2 separate regions of the Canis lupus genome follow, and region 2 is linked to region 1. The links are chromatin contacts, called in public Hi-C maps. All regions are on one chromosome and are shown on one strand. The core of a region is the stretch at or near the end of the contact, and the rest is flanking DNA. Distances in the headings are between cores, read along the strand shown. Region 1 has its middle 140 kb from the start of JUN. Region 2 holds the start of JUN (transcription factor AP-1).

Region 1 (5,175 bases), core at 1,476-3,975:
TAAAGGCTGACCTTGCAGAAGCTGATGCCTAATTTTGGCGTACTCCTTTCCATGAGAAGAAGCTCTTTGGATGCTATTTCAGGTATCAGCTCCTGTATTATTTGTCATCACAGGACCCTAGGAAATTTCCAGAAGGGGAAGGGAGGTGGTCAACTTCAGGAGAGCCTCTGGTGATGACCTGTCTGCACTTCCCTCCTGCATGGTCATCTTCAGCCTGCTGTCTTCCTTACCACCCTGCCATCAGCACCCCACTCTGGCCCATCTCTGCCGCCTTCTCTGTTCTTCCCACTCTGTCCTCTAGATCCCGAATTGCACCAGATGCACTTTACTTAAAGCCCGGCTGCTCTGTGTACCTGTCTCCAGACCTTGAGTAGAGTGTGTATCCCTTACTCTCTCTGTGGAGATGGCTTGTTTTTCCATATCCTCTGTACCTCAGGGACAAGAAGCAGGACCAATTTCTTCATTGTTCCCTAGTGCTACTTAAGCCATAATCCTCTGGCTTCTGTGACACACCAGCATGTACACACACACACACACACACACACAGACACACACACACAACACGTACTTGCTGCCAGGCATTTGGTAGCCACAGATGGAGGGAGTTGTACCTGCTATGCACGAATAGTCGCTGTGTGTGTCTATTTGTGAGGCAAGATGAAGTGTGGTCGAGGGACCCGCAGCCTGAGAGTCACCTGGGGACTTCTCAAAAATACAAATTCCTGGGCCACCCCAAGCCTCTAGGGGAGAGGCCCAACAGCCTTCTCTAAGAACCCCCCCTCAAGGAGTTCTGATGCTCATCCATGTTGGAGAACCACCGGTGTAGTGTTTACGAGCATGGGCTCTAAAGCCACTTTGCCCAAGTTCAATTCCCACTTCTGACACACACTAGCGTGTCACATTGGTGACTTTGGTCACTTGCTGTGCTAGATGCTTCTTTTCCTCATCTATAAGGTGGGAATAAAAATGGCCCCTCCTGTAGGGTGTCCCAAGAGAATCGAAACAGCTATACATCTAGAATGTTTCAAACAAAACCTAGCATATAACGAGCTCTTGTAAACTGTGAACTATTATTATGATCATTGAATAGAAATTTTACTAGACCCCTGGTCCTTGGTTGTTTGCAACTGGTTATGTTCATCTATGACTTTTAGGTGGCTCCTCTCCATCTAGTGGGCTCAGGCTTTCCAGGGCATAGGAGGGTGGGCTTTCACACACACCTTTCTTAGAGGTCTTGTACATTATCTTCTCATGTTTGACTATTAAAAGATAACTTCCAAACCTCATCTCCTGGGGAAATTGATAGCTCAGGAAACTGCAATATACTTAACCTATGGCTTGTTATACCTTCTATAGATCCCAATTCCTCCCAGAGGACAGAAGCTGGTCCATCCACCAGAACCTTTGACCTCAGTTCCAGGGACCTTCATCTTTACTCCACTCCAACCACCCACACTCGGAGCCACACCTGCTCTTATCTGGGCTGGCTGCTGCCCCACCCCTGAAATGTCAAATTCCCAGGTCCCACTCTCTGACCTTCTCTCCGGCTCATCACTCTGGAGCTCTCTGCATACTGGCTCTGGGATCCCCTTCTGAGTGTCAGGCTCTGGACTCTCCATCCTTTCCTTCTCAGCCTTTCAGACCTTCTCATTCTTGCCATGCCTCCTCTCCAGCCACACTGGACAGATAGCATGAGCAAGAAATAAACTTTTCTATTTGTAAACCACTTAGCATGGTTTTTGTTTTAAATTCCTACAGCATGACATGTCTCATCCTTACTGAGGCACCTGCCCCCCAGGTGGTTGTAAAGATGAGAGGAGTTCATGTGAGTAGAGCATCAGGCCCAGTGCCTGCCTTGTGATAATTGCTCTGGAAATATTATCTATTACTCTGACCACCAAAAACCATAGGGCCCATGGCACTACCTTGTGATCCCCAACCAAATTGCTATGCAATAGTAATTTTTAAACTTCATCCTTTATCTTCTTGATAAACCCTTCACAGGGAAAATAGGTAGGAACTTTTTCAATCACTTTTCTCCAAATCTGCAAGTTTCAATCTCCCTCCTGTTTTAGAGGCAGTTGGGCTCTTGGGTTATGCTCCTGGCCACAGAAGTTGGAGGGCGGAAGGAGTGCCTTCTAAGACTTGGAAAGGTTGAATGTTGCCTCACTCATCCATCCATCCATCCATCCATCCATCCATCCATCCATCCATCCATCATAAATACCTAGCAAGAGGGGGCTTGAAGCTTGGAGAAATGTGATCTGAAGATGAAGAGAAGATTGAGATCTATAAGGATAAACAGGCCAGATCTCTTTTCTTTCCAAATCAGCACTCCCTGTGCCATCTCCTGCCCACCTATCCAGGTACATGGAGTGGCCAAAGCTGGGCAGTGGGAGGACTGGACTGAAGCTTCCATACCAGGCATCTTGTCACCACCTGGGTATGTGGAGGAAAGGAAGAGAAGGCCAGTGAAGAGCCTGTGAAAAAAGCCTGGGGGAGGAGGTGAAGTGGGGTTACCCCTCTGAACCTCTGTTATTCTCCTGGGCGACGTGAGCAACTGACGCACAGATAAAGGCCCGTGCACTTCCCCTGCCCCCAGGCAGGTTTCTTTGCAACAGACAGACAAACAGACGGTGATATTTCTTCTTTCCAGACAGCATCCTCAGCAGCTGCCACTGACTCAGCCTCCCCACCTCTGTCTGGGTGTGGTAGGCAGGCAGCTTGGTCCCCAGGGTTGACAGCGTACGTGGCAGTAGACATCAAGTCGCAGACATCTACAGACATGGAGACCTTTGAGTTTTCCCCAAATTCCGGGATATTTGCCACTTTCTCTCCTTCACCTGTCACTCAGCCCCACCAGCCAGCTCTAAACCCAAACAACCACCAGCCCTCTCCACAGGACCTTGGGATGGAAGGTCCTTGGAGGCACAGCAGGCCCCAGCTGAAAGGGTCTTAGGGATTGGCCAGCATTTCCCTTGAGGAGACAAAGGACCATTTGTCCCTTCTGGAGCGACCTGGCAGTTCTTGGCTGCAGCACCTGGGGGGCTGGAAGAGCTGAGCAGCTTCTCTCTAGGGTGACTTTTAAGTCAAGTAGGCACGGCGTCTCAGAATCCGCCCCGCCCCCCCAACCATTCTTTAGGTCAAAGAAAATGCTTTAGTATATAGCATTAAGCATTTGCCTTTGTTCCCATGGCATTGCAAAGTATATTTACACACATGTGTGTGTCCCAGTGTGTGTATATATGCATGTGTATATTTCTGTGTATATTTATATATGGGAAGAGGGGTGCATGGAGCCAAAAGGGCTGAGAGCCCACACAAGTCCCATCGCAGCCCTTGCTCTGCACCTCTCTGGTCTGTTTCCTCATCTATAGGGTGCAGGTCACACATGTGTGCATAGCAAGTACCACCACCGCAGTGCTGGTGCTCTCTCTGAGCTATCACTCACCTCTGCACTTCCAGGCTCACAGAGCTGGAAAGGCTCTCATGTGGTCACACGTAACATCCAACTCCTTAATGTGGCACCAAGGCCTGTCACTGTTTATCACTCTGCTTTCCCCCCGCACACAGCTCTCCAGCTGGAAGCACCCAGCCTGACGCCGACTATTTCTAGAACAAGCTGAGCCTCCAGTTCCAGCATTGCCTGTGCACATTCAGGGCCCTTTCCTTCAAAAGTAACCCTTCTCAGCCTGGTGGTCCCCTACTCACAGCAACACTGCATAATTTGTGGGGTCCAATGCAAAATGAAAATAGGGGGCCCCTTGTTCAAAAATTGTTAAGAACTTCAAGACAGGGGCACCTGGGTGACTTAGTCAGTTAAGCATCTGCCTTGGGCTCAGGTCATGATCTCAGGGTCCTGGGTTCGACCCCCACGTTGGGCTCTCTTCTCAGCAGGGGGTCTACTTCTCCCTCTCCCTCAGCCATTCTCCCCTGCTTGTGCTCTCTGGCTCTGTCTCTCCATCAAATAAATAAAATTAAAAAAAAAAAAAAAGAACTTCAAGACAGCAAAGCAGAGCATAAAACCAAGTTCTGGGCTCTTCTGAGCATGGGGCTAGGTGTGACTGCACAAGCTGCACACCATGGAGCCATATCTGCTTCCTCCCCTTCTGAGGTCAGCTCAAGTATCACCTGCTTTTTGCAGCCACCCTCGCTCCCCAGACGAGTGATAGGAAGTCACTAAATGAAGCACTTCTGATGCTCCAGGCACTGTGCCAAGCACTTTATAGCCAAGGCCTCACTGAACCCTCACCACCACCCCATGAAGTGGGAAGGACTTTGGTCCCCATTTTGCAGATGGGGAAATAGAGTTTTAGTGAGCAGGCGGCTGAGCTGGCATTTAAACCAAGGGCTGCCTGAGTCCAGAGCTCATGCTCTCACCAGCTGGACTGTAACAGCCCTTCTGACCCCATGGCCTTCAGATCTTACCCCTGCCTTCTAATTTCTGAAAGCCTCAGGCCCTGACCCTGCTCCCTCAGTCCCTGGGCATCCATCCTCCCAGCACTTCTGCCCCCCAGATATCCCAGGATGCCAGTGCCCTTCTTCCCAGTCCAGAGTACCATCTGGAGATGGTATCCCTGGGAATTATTGGTCAGCCTTCTCACACTGCCTGTGACCCCAAGACCAGGCTATTTGCTCTCTGTAGGGTTTCATGAGCCCTGTGCCCCAGCCACACATGCCAGTGTGAGTTCAGATGCTCCTTCTTCTTTGCCAGACCTCAGAGTCCCCCTCACTTGCCCATATTTCCCTCTAGTCTCTCTGAGACCTTGAAGCCAACTTGTCTTGTCTTGTATTTTATTTATTTTAGAGAGACAGAGAGAGAGAACGAGCATGGGAGAGCAGTGGGAGGGGGAGGAGGGAGGGAGAGAGAGAGAGAATCTTAAACAGGCTCCACGCTCAGTGCAGAGCCAGACACAGGACTTGATCTCACTACCTGAGATCCTGACCTGAGCTGAAGCCTAACCAACCAGGAGCCACCCAGGAACCCTGCCATGTTGTCATTTAAAAAAATGCAGACCTGATCGTGTCTTCCCCCTTCTACATTTCTCTGTGGCTCCCCATATCCCTCTGGTCCCTTAGCCTGGTAGGTGAGACCCTGCCTCCCCTTGACTAGAGTGCTCCCACATGATCATCACTGATTACTTATTTGAAATTCTCAGGGCGAGGCATGCTTTC
Region 2 (5,175 bases), core at 1,773-4,272, 140 kb before region 1:
TCCATGTTACATAGATTACTATCTTTCAAGGCTCTTTCTGTAATAATAACTTAAACAAGGTTGATTATTTTAGAAACAAATAAAGAAATAAACTATAGAAGAATCCCAAATGGTAAATTGCTATAGTGGTAATTTGTCTAAGTATGGGTGATTATTTCAGAGAGAGAGAAGATGGGAATGAAGGGGGGGGGGGGGGAAGAGAGAGAGAGAGAGAGAGAGAGAGAATATTAATGAAACGGGGAGAATCTTTCATCCAGATTGCAAATTCTGTGTTGACTCTTCCTAAATTCTTTGCTTCTTAATTACCCAGTAACTTCAGATGGCAGTAATGTTAACCCCAGCAACTGAAAAGAAAAGCTTCAGTGTAGAGCTTGGGAAGAAAAAAGTAGTAAAGGGAAAGGAATTCAAGATCTGTTATTGGTATTTGAATACGTTTATTGTGACAAGAATGCTGTTATAAATATTCATAAGCAAAGACCATCTTTTTTATCTAGGGATTGTTAAAAGATTCCAAATTGGAAGGATACATCTTTTGTAAAAATCTGCCACCCTTCCTGATTTGAGGATGATACAACTACTCTTAAAATTTCTGCTAATGTCGTAAATGGTCACAGCACATGCCACTTGGTATAATCCGGACTTTAAATGGTTTGACTTCCCCGTGGACTGTCTTCCCCGTCCACCATAACCTCCCTTCCCTCAGCCTTCTGAAGGGCCACACTACCTTTTGTAAGTGACTCTATATGGATGGTTGGGGGGGGAGGGAAGAGTAGAAGCTGAGGAGAGCATCAGCTACAGTTAATTCTCCAGTCCAGTAGAGAATAGTTTTCACTGCTATACATCAGTAAGCAGCACTGAGAGTGGTCTTAGTTGACACTCTTCACTCTTTCAACTCCACCTAGATAGGTTAATCCGCAGATGATGCAGAAAAGAGGTTGTGGGAGGGGTACTTTTCCAATATTTTATTGTATTTTCTTAAATATCCTTTCTGGAATTTTCAGGAACAAAACATAAAAAAATTATATACTTTATTACAAATGGTAAACTCAGAGTGCTCCAAATCTCTTATTTACAAACAACACTGGGCGGGACACCCAAACAAACAAACATGAAATAACTTACAAAGGCATGAAGCTGTTTATTGACAGTAATCAGCTTTCATCAAATTAAAAAATATATATATGTACATACACAGTTAAGGAAGGCAGGCCAGAAAAGAGTTCATCTGCAGGCTCAGCCTCGCTCTCACAAACCTCCCTCCCGCCTCCCCTCCCCCAACACCCCCCCTCCTCCCCTTTGTGTTCTTAAGGAGTACTACAGAAGCAATCTACAGTCGCTATTGCAGTTTGGAACCCTTCCCCCTCCCTCCCCCCCCCCCACCCCTTTAATACTGAATGAGATCGAATGTTAGGTCCATGCAGTTCTTGGTCAATGTTAAAGAAAAGTCTAACGTTCTGTTCGCGCGGGGACAGCCCGTCCGCAAAGCGGGGCAGCCCGCGGGCAGCCGCTCCCTGGCCCCGTGCCAGGGGAGGGCGCGCCAAGTCCTTCCCACTCGTGCACACTGGGGGCGCCGTCAGGACGCCGCCCAGTCCAACTTGGATACCCTTGGCTTTAGTCCTTGGACACTTCTTGTCTCTCTCGCTCTCTCTTGCAACTTGTCAAGTTCTCAAGTTCTCTCGCTCTCGCTCTCTGTGTGTGTGTGTGGTTTTTTTTTTTCTCCTCTCTCTCTCTCTCTCTCTCCTCTCTCTCGGTTGCCCCTCAAGCCCCCGACAGTCTGTCCTCAAAACGTTTGCAACTGCTGCGTTAGCATGAGCTGGCACCCACTGTTAACGTGATTCATGACTTTCTGTTTAAGCTGTGCCACCTGTTCCCTGAGCATGTTGGCCGTGGACGCCAGCTCCGAGTTCTGCGCTTTCAAGGTTTTCACTTTTTCCTCCAGCCGGGCGATCCTCTCCAGCTTCCTTTTCCGGCACTTGGAGGCAGCTATGCGGTTCCTCATGCGCTTCCTCTCGGCCTTGATCCTCTCTTGCGACTCCATGTCGATGGGGGACAGGGGCGGCGTCTCCCCGGGCATCTCGGGCACCGTCTGCGGCTCCTCCTTCAGGGCCTGCAGGCGCGGGTGCTGCACGGGGAGCTGCTGGGGCAGGTGGTGCGGCGCTTGCGGGGGCTGCTGCGGCTGCTGCGGCTGCTGCTGCTGCTGGGGCTGCGCGGGAAAGGCCAGGCCGGCCGCGCCGTAGGAGGGCGCCCCGCCGCCGCTGCTCAGCGCGCCCGGGTTGAAGTTGCTGAGGTTGGCGTAGACCGGCGGCTCGCTGTGCAGGCCCGCGCTGAAGCCGCCGCCGCCGCCGCCGCCGCCCGCCGCGGAGGCCACCGCCGGGGCCACCATGCCCGCGCCGCTGACCGGCTGCGCCGCCGACGTGACGCTGGGCAGCGTGTTCTGGCTGTGCAGCTCGGCCAGGGCGCGCACGAAGCCCTCGGCGAAGCCCTCCTGCTCGTCCGTCACGTTCTTGGGGCACAGGAACTGCGTGGGGGTCGGCGTGGTGGTGATGTGCCCGTTGCTGGACTGGATGATCAGGCGCTCCAGCTCGGGCGAGGCCAGCTTGAGCAGCCCCACGTCGGGCGAGGTGAGCAGGTCCGAGTTCTTGGCCCGGAGGTGCGGCTTCAGGCTGCCCACCGGGTCGGCCAGGTTCAGGGTCATGCTCTGCTTCAGGATCTTGGGGTTACTGTAGCCGTAGGCGCCGCTCTCGGACTGCAGGAACGAGGCGTTGAGGGCATCGTCGTAGAAGGTCGTTTCCATCTTTGCAGTCATAGAACAGTCCGTCACTTCGCGCGGGGTTACTTTGGGCTGCGCGCAGAAGTTTCGGGGCCGCAACAGCGCGCTGGCGAGCGGGGGACCCCCGCGCCTCCCGGGTGGGGGGGGCGGCCCTGGGCTAGAGGAAAGTTTCTGGAGGGGCGCGCGCTCCCGCCGGCGGTCCTCCCCCCGCGCCCCGCTCACCGGCTCCGGCCGCCGCCGCGCTCCTCCTGGGTCAGCTGGCGCGCGCGCTGCCCGCCTCGGGGAAAAGTCGCGGTCACCCACGGGGCGCGCTCGGGGCGCTCTCGGGGCGCGGCGGCTCCCGGGGGCCCGCGGGCCCGCCCCCGCGGCGACAGGGGGAGGGGGCGCCGGGCAGCCGCGGCTCGCGCTCGCCCAAGTTCAGCCACCGGGGCGAGGGGCGCCGAGCGCACGTCCCTCCGCGGTCTCCTCGCTCCGCCGCCGCCTCTCTCGTCCCGGCCGCCGCCGCCGCCGCCGCCGCCGCCGCCGCAGCCGCCGCAGCCTCAGGCGCGGCAGAGCTTTGCAAAAGTTCGCTCCGGGACCCGGGCCACTCGTCCCCTGTGCTCCCGGCCAGGAAAGTTCTGAGCCGCCGCAGCCACTCTCTGCACTTGCGCGGACGGACCTGTCGCCGCTCTCCGCGCTGTCACGGCTCCCGGGCGGCGGGGCTCTCCTCCCGGGGGCGGCTGGAGAAGGGGGTTCTCCGGGCGCTCCCCGAAACACCAGCCCGGGAGCCACAGGCGCTAGCTCCGGCCAGTCGGCGAGGAAAATGCAAAACGGAAAGCGGATTTTGCAGCCCGGACTCTCCGGCCGTCTCGCCTGCCCGCGGCCGCCCGCCTCCCCGAGTCCGCGCTCCTCCACTCCCACCTCGCCGCCTCGGCCACACTCAGTGCAACTCTGAGCCCTTATCCAGCCGGAGCTCAACACTTATCTGCTACCAGTCAACCCCTAAAAATAGCCCATGATGTCACCCCAAGGCCTTCCCATTGGCTCGCGTCGCTCTCCAGGGGGCGGGCCCGCCCGTCGCCATGGAGACCCCACCCTAGAAGATTCTTCTCCGGCCCCGCGGAGGCTCACGGGATGAGGTAATGCTCCGCTGCCCTCCTACAGTTGGGCCCTTCTTTCTCCTCCTCCCCCTCCCCCTCCCCCTCCCCCTCCCCCCTCCCCCTCCCGCGCGGCTCGCGCCCGGCTCTGCCCCCGTCTCCTCCGCCGCGCGTCTTTCCCGGCCCGCCCGGTGCATTGTGGGCTGACGTCTTGGGATTTGACTGTCGGGTGACGGCGGCTGCCGCGAGCCGGGCGGACGCGGGCGGACGCGGGCGGACGCGGGCTCCCGCGGCCCGGGCGGGCTCCAGTTCAGGGCGCTGGCGGGAAGGCGCGGGGACCCGGCCAGGTGCCCGGGGCCGAGGGCGCGCGGGGTGCGGGGAGGGGTGCACCACTCGGGGCGCTCGAGGTCCTCCGCGGGCGCCGCGCCGCCTGCCGCGGCTGCAGGCCGAGCTCCGGGCCGGCGTCCCCCGCCCCCCCCCCGCACTTCCGGGGGGCGGGAGCACCGCCCTTAAGGTGGCTCCCTTAAGTCCCCTGTGCGGGCCGGGGAAAGCGGGCGTCCGTTTGGGGCCGGTCTCGCGAGCGCGCCCCCTCCCGCCCCCCGTTGAGGACGCCGCGAAGTTTGTGTCCCGGTCAAGTTCACCAGCGGCCGCCCGCGCTGCTGTCCCGCGGCGCCGGCCGCCCAGGGGCCTGCACTGCTCCAGACTGGGTGCCCAGCTCGGTCCGCGCTGCAGCCCCCCACCCCCCGCACCCGCAGCGCACCCTGCAGGCCGAGGGAAAAGGGGTGCGAGGGTTCACAGTTCTGCCCGCGGGGGAAATTTCTCTCCTAGGGGGTGGAATTAGGGGGCAGCTCAGCTTCCAGTTGTGAATGAGCGTGTAGGGAATCCGAAACTTGGGGAACCCCGGCGATCGTCTGCTGCACGCCCGCGCACAGCGTGCAACCACACGCGCGCGCACACACCCCCACACCCTCCGAGTCCTGATTTGTTTACAGGAAAACCAGTCCCGAGAGTGTCAGATACTCAGGAATAAGTCACGCAGCGAGTCCCGGGTGGGACCTGGATTTCACACCGGCTGCCCTCCCGGCCGGGTGGTGGGCCCATATCCCGGGTGGCCTCTAGGAAGCGCTAGACTCATGTAAGTGGCGCCCTTTTCTGCGGTGGTTCTTTTATCCTCCACCCCCCCACCCCCCCCACCCCACTACCCCGCACGCCTTGGGGACAGAAGTGTGTGGCGGAAAGAATCCCGAAGCCGGGAATCGTGGCTCCTGCCGTGGCCCAGCGCTGCCACGGCGTGAAGTGAACACGTGGCTGAGCTCTGAGCTCCTGCAG

What was found. A called contact is a pair of places that touch in the nucleus more often than the background predicts.
Region 2: a Hi-C map of blood shows a contact between it and region 1, with 2.3 times the contacts expected there. The contact joins the promoter of JUN here to the enhancer-like site in region 1. A contact is called at or near these places in 2 of 9 Hi-C or Micro-C datasets (amygdala and blood).

Annotation. Positions count from the first base shown.
Region 1 is chr5:51,185,996-51,191,170 of UU_Cfam_GSD_1.0, reverse strand. No RefSeq gene overlaps it. Among named protein-coding and RNA genes, the nearest start is that of JUN, 140 kb to the left of the region's middle. Within about 2 kb of position 2,725, at least 2 of the 20 cell types and tissues checked have an H3K27ac peak or open chromatin away from gene starts, as enhancers often do. A contact at or near this core is called in blood, where this site is marked.
Region 2 is chr5:51,324,827-51,330,001 of UU_Cfam_GSD_1.0, reverse strand. JUN (transcription factor AP-1) reads right to left here and starts at 3,022. Exons shown (of 1, transcript XM_038537394.1): 1 at 1,691-3,022. The coding sequence starts at 2,806. The coding sequence ends at 1,781. LOC102155586 (a long non-coding RNA gene) reads left to right here and starts at 4,105. Exons shown (of 3, transcript XR_005359703.1): 1 at 4,105-4,193; 2 at 4,839-4,981.